3 separate regions of the Sus scrofa genome follow, and all the other regions are linked to region 2. Evidence: chromatin contacts called from public Hi-C and HiChIP or PLAC-seq data. All regions are on one chromosome and are shown on one strand. Each heading gives the region's core, a stretch centred on a gene start, on an enhancer-like site or on the middle of the called end of the contact. The rest is flanking DNA. Distances are from core to core; before and after follow the strand shown.

Region 1 (3,705 bases), core at 746-3,245, 150 kb after region 2:
TGAACTTCATTCCTATTCCCTGTGACCCACATTCAAGTGGACAAACCCAGTCCCAGACTCTCAGATCTGATGTTCGGTATGTACTGTGAGACATGAGAATAAATTAGCCATCACTTTACAAAAGTCAGAGTTTGTAAAATGTCCTTGATTTGACCACAATTAAATTATATTGCCACCAGTAGAACCAGGTGTCTAAGTTATTTCTCATGATCCCAAGACTGATGATTCTCAGAAATAGGATTCTCATGGTTAAGAGATAAATCTGCTTCCTCTTGAAATTGTGGTTTTTACCAAAATATAAAACTTTAAAGTTGCTAAAATGAAAGTGAAGCAGTACATACTATATTCATTACTTTCATGGCATAGAGCTCTCTCCGGAGAGTTTGGGATCTAGATTTCCATACTCAGATTTGCTAGCTGAATTGGTGACTCATGAGAAGTCACATTTCTCTCTAAGCCTTGTTTTTTTTTTTTCTCGTCTATGCAATGAAAACAGTAATATCTACTTTATCTTCCCCAAGGTTCGTTGTTATGAGGATCAAATGAGATAATATGTAAAATGGTTTTAGACTGTAAAGCAAAATGTGTTACTAACAAATATAAAATTAAACAATCCCTTTTGGATTTGAAAATGAAACCATTTGGAAACCGAAATTGATATTTGGCACAGTAAAAGGTTCTGTTTGTTATAAAAAAGTTTAGCAGCAATGTAACCACTATAATTGACCCCAAAGGCTTAGAGACACCTTACAAACCATCATGATTCAGATGTGTAAGGAGAAAAGTTTCAGCTGTAGTGAAATCAAATGGTCCCTGAAGCTGAATGGCCTATGTAAGATTTTTTTAAAATAAAGTTTAGGGATCCCATCGTGGCGCAGCGGAAACGAATCCAACTAGGAACCATGAGGTTTCGAGTTTGATCCCTGGCCTCACTCAGTGGGTTAAGGCTCTGGTGTTGCTGTGAGCTGTGGTGTAGGTCTCAGTTGAGGCTCGGATCTGATGTTGCAGTGGCTGTGATGGAGGCCAGCAGCCGAAGCTCTGATTGGACCCCTAGCCTGGGAACCTCCATACACCACAGGTTTGGCCCTAAAAAAAGCAAAAAAATAAAATAAAAATAAAGTTTAAATTGCAGTGATAAATACATAACACAAAATTTAGTGCAATAACTACTTTTAAATGTACGGTTCGGTAGTGTTAAGTATATTCTCATTGTTGTATATAGAGCTCCAAAACTTTTCAGGTAGCAAAACTGAAAGCCTGTACCCAGTCAACAACTTCTATTTCCCCCTCCCTCTCCTAGCCACTGACGACCACCACTCTACTTTCTGTTTTTGTGCATTTGATTGCTTTATGTCTCTCTTGTGACTGGCTCATCTCACTTGGCATAATGTCCTCATGGTTCATCCATGTTGTAGCACGTGACAAGATTTCCTTCCTTTCTAAAGCTGGCTAATATTCTGCTCTCTGTATGTGCCACATTTAGTTTGTCCTTTTACCAGTTGATAGACATTAGGTTTGCTTCCACCTGTTCCAAATAAGATTTTTGTTATAATAATAATGTGCTCCAATTTAGGTAGCTTGTTTCAGATTAAAGGAACAGGAGTTCCCATTATGGCTCAAGGGTAACAAACCCAACTAGTATCCATGAGGATGCACGTTTGATCCCTGGCCTTACACAGTGGGTTAAGGATCTGCTGAGAGCTGTGATGTAGGTCAAAGACGTGGCTTGGATCCCAAGTTGCTGTGGCTGTGGCGTAGGCAGGCAGCTACTGCTCTGATTGGACCCCTAGCCTGGGAACCTCCATATGCCATGGATGTGGCCCTAAAAAGAGAAAAAAAAAAAAAAAAAGGATCACACACAGGGATTACATTCAATGAGAGGAAGTGTTGCAAGTATATGTGGGAACTTGGGGTGACAAGAAAGGAAGGTAGCTCTGGAAGTTGACTCATCCAGCTGCTCCTACTTCAGGAGATTGCGTAAAAGGAACTACAGGAACCAGGACTTTTACTCACAGCAGTGATCTTAGCTAAAATGACTCATGTTCTTTTTGGTGTATCTAGCATTTATAATTCCCCAAAGAGATATTTTGTTTTGAGTCAGTTTGTCAGCTCTTATTGTGGCATACTATTCTGGGCAGATGCAGCCGGCCGACCCCATGCCTTAAGTCTCCGGCTTCAGCTCCTGGGGCAGTCCTCTGTGAGGAGAAGCGCAGGCTTTGTTTCACCTGAAGTGCTATGTAGGCAAAATAGCTCAGATAGGAAGCAAGCATTTAGTCTCTTACTTTAGGATAGCGCTCTCTGGAGGTCGCCAGGATGTAGGAAAAAAGAGAGTCAAACAATGATGTACTGAAGTTCATACATTTGGTAGTGTCGGAGCCAAGACTGCAATACCTCCTTTCTAACCTCTGCCTGCCTCTGGCACTACAGTGTTTATAAGGCTTAGAAACTCAGAAAAAATAGCCCATTCCTTTTAGTTTTTTCAGACTGACATTTGGACCCATTGCTTTAAATGTACCTGAAAAGGTGTTTAAAGGTTGAAGACAATGCATTGAGCATGTATTTTGAAATTGGAACATACTGTTTAAGAATAAATTTGTCTTTGTAGACACAGTTGCACAACATTGTGAATGTACTTAATGCCACTGACTTGTACCCCTATAATGGTTAAAATGGTAATATTTTAGCATAATAAAAAAATAAAATAAATGTACCCTTGATTTCCCAAGTTTTCAGACACCCACTAGGTGTACTGACACTGAAAGACACCCAATATAATTATTGAGTGAATCATTATATTATTCCATACTATGGATAGGACAAATCACTTATGTATAAGAATACTAAAATGGGGGGATTTCCTGGTGACCTAGCAGTTAAGGATCCAGCATTGTTGTCACTTCTGTGGCTCTGGTTCAATCCCTGACCCAGGAACTTGTGCATGCTGCAGGCATGGCCAAAAACAACAACAACAACAAAAAAGAATACTGAAATGGAGAGTAGAAAGGAGCCTGCAGGGTTTTTAAACCACACACTTCTGCATTATTTTACCTGTTTACAGGGAACATGTATATTGCTTTAAATATCCTTTTTTTAGGAGTTCCCGTTGTGGCTCAGTGGAAACGAACCTGACTAGTATCCATGAGGATGAGGGTTCACCCCTGGTCTTGCTAAGTGTGTTGAGGATCCAGCATTGCTGTGAGCTGTGGTGTAGGCCACAGATGAGACGCGGATCTGGTATTGCTGTGGCTGTGGTGCCAACTATAGCTCCAATTCAACCCCTACCCTGGGAACTTCCATATGCTGCAGGTGTGGCCCTAAAAAGCAAAGAAAAAAAATCCTTGTTGAAAATTACTTAAGTTCTGGACTTCCCATTGTGGGGCAATGGAAATGAATCTGACTAGGAACCATGGGGTTTTGGGTTCAGTCCCTGGCCTTGATCAGTGAGTTAAGGATCTGGCATTCCTGTGGGCTGTGGTGTGGGTCGCAGACGCAGCTCAGATCTGGTGTTGCTGTGGCTGTGGTGTAGGCTGGCGGCTACAATTGGACCCCTAGCCTGGGAACCTCCATATGCCTCGGGTTAAGCCCTAAAAGGACAAAAGACAAAAAAAAATAAATTAAATTAAATTAATTAATTTCTTTTGGCATCATCCTCGACATGCAGAAGTTCCTGAGCCAGGGATTGAACTCACGCCACAGCAGTGACAA
Region 2 (3,704 bases), core at 837-3,336:
AGTTCCCTGGTGGCCTATCGGTTTAGGATTGGGCATTGTCACTGCTGTGTCACAGGTTTGATCCCTGGGCAGGGAACTTCCGAATGCCTCAGGTGTGGCCAAAAAAAAAAAAAAAAAAAAAAAGAAATCATGAGGTCGCAGGTCCTGGCATATATATGATGACAGTTTAAGTATTTTATGGAATGGATCGGCAGCTGGGATATGCTTTATAGCACAGGGAACTAAATGTTCTGTGATAACCTATATGGGAAAAGAATTTGAAAAAGAATGACTATGTGTATATGTATAACTAAATCACTCTTTTGTACAGCAGAAATCATCACATCATTGTAAATCAACTATACTTCAATAAAACTTTTAAAAAATAAAAAATGACAGTTTATATTCGAATAGTACTTTCAGCACTTTATTTTGAATATATCCAAACATATGGAAAAGAAAAACAATTGTAAGTGAACTCCTATAGACCCTGGATTCTAATTCAAAATTTTGATATATTTGCAAAATGCTTTTTATTGACAAATTTTCTCATTGCCTTTTATTTCACCTAATGACTAAGGTATGATTCTACCTGTTTTTATAGATAAGGAAACAGAAGATTTACTAATTTGCCAAGAAGCCTGTCTCCCAGGAGTTAGGATCAACTTGAGCCAGCTGACGCCTCCACACCCTCTGGGTTCAGATATACAGCCCAGGTCTCAAAAATGTTTTGAATATCCTTGGTAATGAAAAGCTTCCAATTCCACAAGACAGAAGAACCAGCAAAATCATGGGAAATCCAACAAGAAAACATTTCTCATTCATAAGTCATTCAGAGAGGAATCCAGTCTTGGCAACCACCACTCTTCCCTTACTGATTAGTCATTGTTCTCTGCGCAATCTATCTGAGCTGTTTCTTCCATTCATTCTTTTCCAGTACCAGATACAGGTCTAGACTATCTTTCGTATCCATGGGTCTACTCTCTCCTGCCTTTCCATGTCCCCTGAGATACATGACCTCCAATTAAAGTCAGGCTGGGGTTTCCCATGGCCTAGGGGTTTAGCATCCCACAGTTGCCACTGCTGTGGCTCAGTAAGATTCGTGGGGTGGGGGTGGGGTAGAAAGAAAAGAAAGAAAAGAAAAGAAAAGAAAGGAGGGAGGAAAGAAAAAGAAAAGAGAGGGAAAAAGCACGGTCCTAAGATATATCCTTGCTCAGCTCACAATTTCCTACCATATTAGATGTAGTCTCATCTCTGCCTTCCATAGGCAGAGGTTATATAACCTATCCAAGCATCTGTCTTCTTACTCCTTACCTTCCATCCTATAGAACTAAGAACTGTTCCTCCAAATACACTTAGGGCTTTCTCTTTATTCTCTTCCTTCATGTGTAAATCATCACCACTTCCCACCCAATTTCCACAAGTGTAAATCTTAGACCTCAAAGCCCATCTAGAAATCCCAGGCCTGTTTATGACTTCTATCACCAGCCTTGCGGAAACTTGTGACACTGATCTTAATCTGCCTTGTTGAGCTTTAAGGTCTGATTTCTCTTGCTACCTTCGGCCCCCTTTGCCTGAGTATCACATCCTTGAGGAGAGGGATGTTGTCTTAGCACCGCCCTCGCACACACTCCGGGTCCTATCATGCTTAATTTCGTTTAACGCAGTATATCCTCCCGAAAGGGCCGGAGGCATACGCCCTTTGCCGGATTCACATGTACTCTCACACGTACACACAAATGCTACCTTCCACTCGGACACACACGTGTCCCCAGGGCCAGAGCCTTGGAAAGGTCTCGGGACTCCCAGCCTGTGGGCGTTTCTACTACAGCCAGCGGAAGGGGAGATACATTTCTTTAAAATCGCACCAAAGAATCACTTGTTACTTTGGGCCTCCCACGGCCTCCATCCAATAAACACCTTAAGCTCTTCTTCCTGTCGAAGCAATATCACACCGGTTCTGGGAGTCCCACCCTGGTCGCTCTGGGCTCCGGTCCCGCGGATCCCCCTCTGCCGGTCCCGCTTGGTAGCGCCCACTTTGTCAGCTCGCGGCTCTGGCCGGTTATCCTCCAGCTCTCGCCGGCCCGCGGCAGACAGCGGCTCCGCCTCGTAGCAGCTGCTGCCACCTCTCCGTCTCCGGCTCGAGGTCCAGGACTTTCCGCCGAGCCGCGGTTGCGCGAGAAGGAGCCGGGGCATCTCTGCTTGGACTGACCCGAGAGTCGGCTCGGCTCGGCCGGGCCCCGAGGATCTGTGGGCGCGCGAGGAGCCGCGGCGGTTGTGGCAGCGGCGCCCGGCATGTTTCAGAGCCCGCGGCGGCTCTGCTCCGCCCTGCTGCAGAGGGACGCGCCCGGCCTGCGCCGCCCGCCCGGCCCGCCGCCGCGCCGCCGCTCGCCCCCGCCCGCCGCCGGCCCCAGGCCCGCATCCCCCCGGCTCCTGGCGGCGGTCTCTGCGGCCCAGGGCGCCGCGAGGTCGTCGTCCCGAACAGGTGAGTGCACGGTGGTTCCGGGCGGAGAACGCGGCGGCGGCCAACGCGCGGCCGCCACCTGGAGACCGCGCGGAATGAATGAGAAGCCGGGGGCTGCCGGGCGGTGGGGTCCGACGGGGAAGCGTGTCCTCCTCTCGCTGAGCCGCGGTCTCCGCTACTCTTTGCCCCTCTGCCCTCGCCTTCCCTGGCCTGGGGCTTGCACGTCCGGTAAGAGCTGGAACCCGGTGGTAGCTTCCCGTTTATCGTCGCATGCCGCGCTTTCAGTATTTCTCGCTCTTGACCTAGGTTAAGCTTCCCCCTTCCGAGGCCGCAGATGATTTCTGTTGGTTTTACTTCTAATCGTGATGAAACATTTTATGCAAAAGAAAAAACACTCATTGGATCATATGGCCTGTACGACTTAGATGCTCTGAATTTTTTTAAATGTCATGCTAACTATGTTACAAAAGAATCACTTGCGCATTGACTCTTTTTACATTTATTTGAAAATTGTTCGGAGACTTCCACTCTTAATATTTATGTCATTTTGCGTCCTGTATACCTGGGTTAAGATCGTGTAAAGGTGATGCCATCCGTTTTCAGAGAGTCAGTTTTCCGTGTCACGTGCTCTGGACTTCCCCTATTTTGCCACCTTGGTTTCAGCCTGAGGACTCATTAGGGCGGCCACAATTTACATACAGATTACTCATACTTTTAGGAATAAAGCTTCTGTTTCAAACCTGGCAATTTTATCACACCGAAAAAAGTGTAAAGAGATGCACTTGACAGTCACTGAGATCTTCTTTCCCGGTTCTATAGGAATTTGGCACATTGTGAAATTACTGTTAGAATGGATACCACCTAATAACTGCTGGTGTTTTTTTCTTGCTGGGAATCTTCAAGAGGAACATTGTTAGGTTGGAGGTGGGAGAAATTAAAGAAAACCAGTTGGTGTCTCCTGGATCATATCTCATATCTTAACCTCTTACCTTAAATTCTCTCTGAGTCCTTCAGAGGCAGAGTTAGTCAGTAGGTTCATTCTGGGACTACAGATAGTTTGTGTAATACAGACAGATAGCTGTGCTGTTAGCTGGGGAAGAAAGGTCACAACATTTGGGATCTTGGGCTTTTGACGCAGGTGTTTAATGAACTTTCTAGAAGTTCTCTGATATCCCGTGGTATTACAAATAAAGAAATTGAAAGACATTATTGTAGATAATTACTACTATAAGAGCTAGGCAATTTTCTGGATTCATTCAGT
Region 3 (3,978 bases), core at 530-3,029, 220 kb after region 2:
CTAGATATTTTATTGCTGAGTTCAGAGTATTAAATCATTGACTGTGTGTCCAACAGCTATCTGTAGGTGCACTTTAACTGGGACAAGACTCACGTAAATGTTGAATCAGACTAGTATTCACTGAGTGTTAAATACTGCTATTTATTTGTTATCAGCCAAAAAGAACATAGTAGCCAAACCATATTGCTGGTTCATCTATTCAGTTACTCAGCTCCTGGTGGAAACTACTGTTTGTTTCAAGAACATAAATTTTCTTCCCCCAAGGTGAAAATAGCGTATTATTTACAGGAGAAATTTCGGAAACCATAGCAAATAATATTGCTACAGGGGCTTTTGGGTATAAAGCTAGAGATTTGGAAACCCCAGTTGGTAGCTAAGTTAAAATTATTATCTTAAGTTAGACGGTATTTCTATATTTTAATAGTTCAGATAATTGAAAGATCTGTTGAGGTGCAGTGAAGTTTGAAGGTTATCACTAAATAACCGTTTTTATGGATTCTAAATTTGTTTTGGGTCTTATTATTTTTTTAGAAAGCTAAAGTTTAAAAAAACCCTGAAAACCATACTTCAAAACTCAGAGGCAGTTGTTTCATGAAACTTTTAAAGAGATCAGAGAATTTGAGGAAATTCCAGATTTGACTGCTAAAGCCTTACTTATGACCCAGGCAAAAGGAGAGGGTACTCAAAAATCCAAGCAATAGTCTCAGATTTTTCCATGGGTAAATGTGTTGCTCAACTCACACCTTCCACGGAGGATTAAAGAGCAAGCTGAGGAGGGTAAAGTATTTGTGTAAATATGATTAAAAGATCAAAACTATTGTGTATATTATTTAATGATGCATGACACAAAGAATGCTACGGCTGATAGAATTCATGATCTGGAAAGAGATAATCGCAAACAACCAAGGGTAAAAAATAGCTCATATGTGATGATTTGCAGTCATTAATAGACTGCCATTTTTAAAATAGTTTTACCTTGATTGTGAGTGAAATTGTAAGAGGCTCTATTCGGTATCTAGTCTGACCTTGCTTACTGCAGCAGTTCTCTATTATCTTTGCCAGATACTCTTCAGCTTCCTAAGATTTCAGGATTTCTAATGAAGGGGAGTCACAATGCTAAGCACTAGCTTGATACCAGCTCTAAGGGCGTCAGTGACCTTGAATGCTTCACTATCCCAAGGTGACTCATACAGTCCTCAACACTGCATTGCATGAACTCAATGATAAAATAAAAACACACACTCTAACCTTCAAATGTTTCTTTAGCAGTGCAAATATGGCACTTCAGGGTCTGGCTATCTTTCAGGGTCCTCTTAAAGTAGTAAAAGTAAATCACCGATACCCAGCCAGGCCCATTTAATTGGTTAACTCTTTCACGCTTTTCAGACTCCATTAAGCTCCATCTTCTCTATATCTATTTACAAATACCCACTGGGGTGAAGCCTTCATTTCTCCTTCGCCTCTGGTACCTAATTGGCACTTCATCCGGAAACACGGCGCTTCTTGGACACCGACATTTTAGCACTTTAGGCTCAAACTATGATTATACGCACAGGGAGCCTCTACGCAATGAATGAAAGGCCAATTTAGCAAGGAGGAGTAGAAAGGCTATTTTTGATGAGGAGGCGATGGGAACAGCAGCTGGCTACTCTCCCCTCGCTTCCCCCGCGCCTCCTACGCTGGGACCTGAAAGGGTGGGCGGGGCTTGCCGCTACCCTCCCGGCCCCGGCCAGCCGCCAGCTCCAGGTTTCCCAGCAAGCTTCAGGACCAAGGGGTGGGGAAAGGAGGTCATCGCGCCTGCGTACTAGGAGGTGTGACCCGGGTGGGAAAGCCCTCCGCGTCCGCCATTTTGGCTGCCTCTGTCGGTCTGTTCAGTTACCACGTGAACCGCCGACGGAGACCCGTAAGGGGGGGGGGAAAGCGGTGGTAGCGTTAAGTGAGAAAGGAAAAAAGACTACGAGGGGAAGGGGTGTCGAGGTTGGGCGACGCGGTGACCCGAGGCCTGGTGGCGGCGGTGGATCGGGGCAGTCAAGGCTGAAGCAGCCAGGGAACGACGGCGGCGGCGGTCGGACAAGCAGACTGACCGAGCCGGGCGGTGGCGGGAGCAGCGGGAGGAGCCGGAACGATGCCGGCCGTGAGCCTCCCGCCCAAGGAGAACGCGCTCTTCAAGCGGATCTTGGTAAGTGTGAGGCTCTGGGCAAGCAGTGTGGAGGATTTAGCCGGTACACGGGCCTGTCACCTCTAACCTCGGCCCGCCGGGCACCAGGCCACCCCCGCCCGGGACCCCGCCTTCGTACTCCTAGTCAGGCCGAATGCACTCCTTCGTTCCCTTCTTTTGGTTCCCACTTGGGCTCGCGCGCCAGGGACCACAGTCTTCCTCCTTTCGTCCTCACGTTTCGGAGGCCGTGGTTCCGGAGTAGGCCTCGTTCTCCTAATTTCTAGACTGCCGGTTTTCATTCTCCCCGAACGGAGAGAGGAGAGGCCTGGTCTTTAGCAGGGAAGTGGGCAGCACAGGCAGGAGTGGTGGCTCGGGTGGTGCGGGAACCATGCTGGCAGGCCGAAGTGGCACCCTTGGAAGGAACAGGTGGTGCGGATGCAGCGCAGCTCATTCATTGCCCAAGCGCGACTCTCCCTCCATCGTCCGTCCCTCCCTCTTCCTTTCCTCTTGGGATTCACCTGTCCCCGCCCGACTTGGAGACACAGAACGGCCTGGAAGGAGGGAAGGAAAAAAGGAGTTAAGAAGAGGAAAAGGAGCTTTCTAAATGACTATCTTCTTGTAGTCAGTAGCTTGCTTGAGTCTGCAGCTTCTCGGCCTCTCTCATTCCCTCTTTTCTGAAGTAGGGAAGAGACATTTATTTCTTAGTTTCCGAGCGGGAAACAGCCCCACCCCATCACCCTCCTAGGGAGGTGGGGCGCGTTGCGAGGGGGCGGTCCAGTAGGAAGTGAAAAGTTAAGAGCTTTTAGTTGAGAAGTTCTAGACCCAGGTTTTCTTGTGGATTGAACTGTATTAACACTGATGCAAGAAATAGGCAGCAAAGAGAACTTCTGGAATGGATCTTTCTGATACTAGCTCAGGCTAGATAGTTACTTGCATTTCAAATGTGTGTAGTTTGTATTTATTAAATACCATAAATGCAGCCATGTTTAGAGGACTGTTTACGTTGTAAAATTTATCTTACAACTTTGATGCTATAGTTAATACATTGTAGCACTTTTTTTGTTTGGCATTTACCATGTGGGTTGCCGCTTTCAGGGAAACTGCATTTGCCAAATTTAAGATTTAGGATTTGGAGTGTGTGTGTGAAAGTGTTAGTTTTTTCCTCTGGTAATTTAAATTTATTACATTTGTTTGAAAAGTATAACAACTCTGGGGATCCACGTTTGCTAGACCTAGGAAGGTAGTCCATGTTGAACTAACTTTGATTTTACAAAAATATCCACATGCTTACAGATTTAGTCAATTCGTGTGGAAAACATGAGGAAGTCAATCCAATACCATGTAACTCTTAATTACCTTGAAGTCCTTAATGCGAGTTTTTGGTTTTGAGACTAATGGGAGTATAGGTGGGACTATAGCACAGTTTTATCAGAACAGTTTGTTTACTTTTGAACCTTTTTAAAGAACTAATTGGTGTGTGGGTTTGGCTGTAACATAGTTTTAGGATAGCAGTTTTTTGGGTGTGTTTTTTTTTGGTCTTTTTGCCTTTTCTAGGGCCGCTCCCACTGCACATGGAGGTTCCCAGGCTAGGGGTCGAATCGGAGCTGTAGCCACCGGCCTATGCCAGAGCGACAGCAACGCGGGATCCCAGCCGTGTTTGCAACCTACACCACAGCTCACGGCAACGCCGGATCCTTAACCCACTGAGCAAGACCAGGGACCAAACCCGCAACCTCATGGTTCCTAGTCGGATTCGTTAACCACTGTGCCACGACGGGAACTCCAGCAGTTTTTTGTATTTAATATTCCTTCCCCAATGC

The links. Hi-C and Micro-C count contacts between places; a contact is called where the count stands out from the background. HiChIP or PLAC-seq counts read pairs in DNA pulled down with a chosen protein or histone mark.
Region 1: a Hi-C map of mesenteric adipose tissue shows a contact between it and region 2, with 2.1 times the contacts expected there. The contact joins the enhancer-like site here to the promoter of NOCT in region 2. A contact is called at or near these places in 1 of 5 promoter capture datasets (liver), 21 of 47 Hi-C or Micro-C datasets (adipose tissue, alveolar macrophages, blood and 12 more) and 1 of 2 datasets of contacts at active chromatin or transcription factors (skeletal muscle).
Region 3: a contact with region 2 is called in an H3K27ac HiChIP or PLAC-seq map of alveolar macrophages. The contact joins the promoter of NAA15 here to the promoter of NOCT in region 2. A contact is called at or near these places in 2 of 5 promoter capture datasets (fetal skeletal muscle and liver), 15 of 47 Hi-C or Micro-C datasets (alveolar macrophages, blood, embryonic fibroblasts and 9 more) and 2 of 2 datasets of contacts at active chromatin or transcription factors (alveolar macrophages and skeletal muscle).

What each region holds. Positions count from the first base shown.
Region 1 is chr8:87,757,696-87,761,400 of Sscrofa11.1, reverse strand. No RefSeq gene overlaps it. Among named protein-coding and RNA genes, the nearest start is that of ELF2, 15 kb to the left of the region's middle. Within about 2 kb of position 1,995, at least 32 of the 83 cell types and tissues checked have an H3K27ac peak or open chromatin away from gene starts, as enhancers often do. A contact at or near this core is called in adipose tissue, alveolar macrophages, liver and 4 more, where this site is marked.
Region 2 is chr8:87,907,613-87,911,316 of Sscrofa11.1, reverse strand. NOCT (nocturnin) reads left to right here and starts at 2,086. Exons shown (of 3, transcript XM_003129187.4): 1 at 2,086-2,464. The coding sequence starts at 2,275.
Region 3 is chr8:87,689,114-87,693,091 of Sscrofa11.1, reverse strand. NAA15 (N-alpha-acetyltransferase 15, NatA auxiliary subunit) reads left to right here and starts at 1,779. Exons shown (of 20, transcript XM_003129186.6): 1 at 1,779-2,179. The coding sequence starts at 2,126.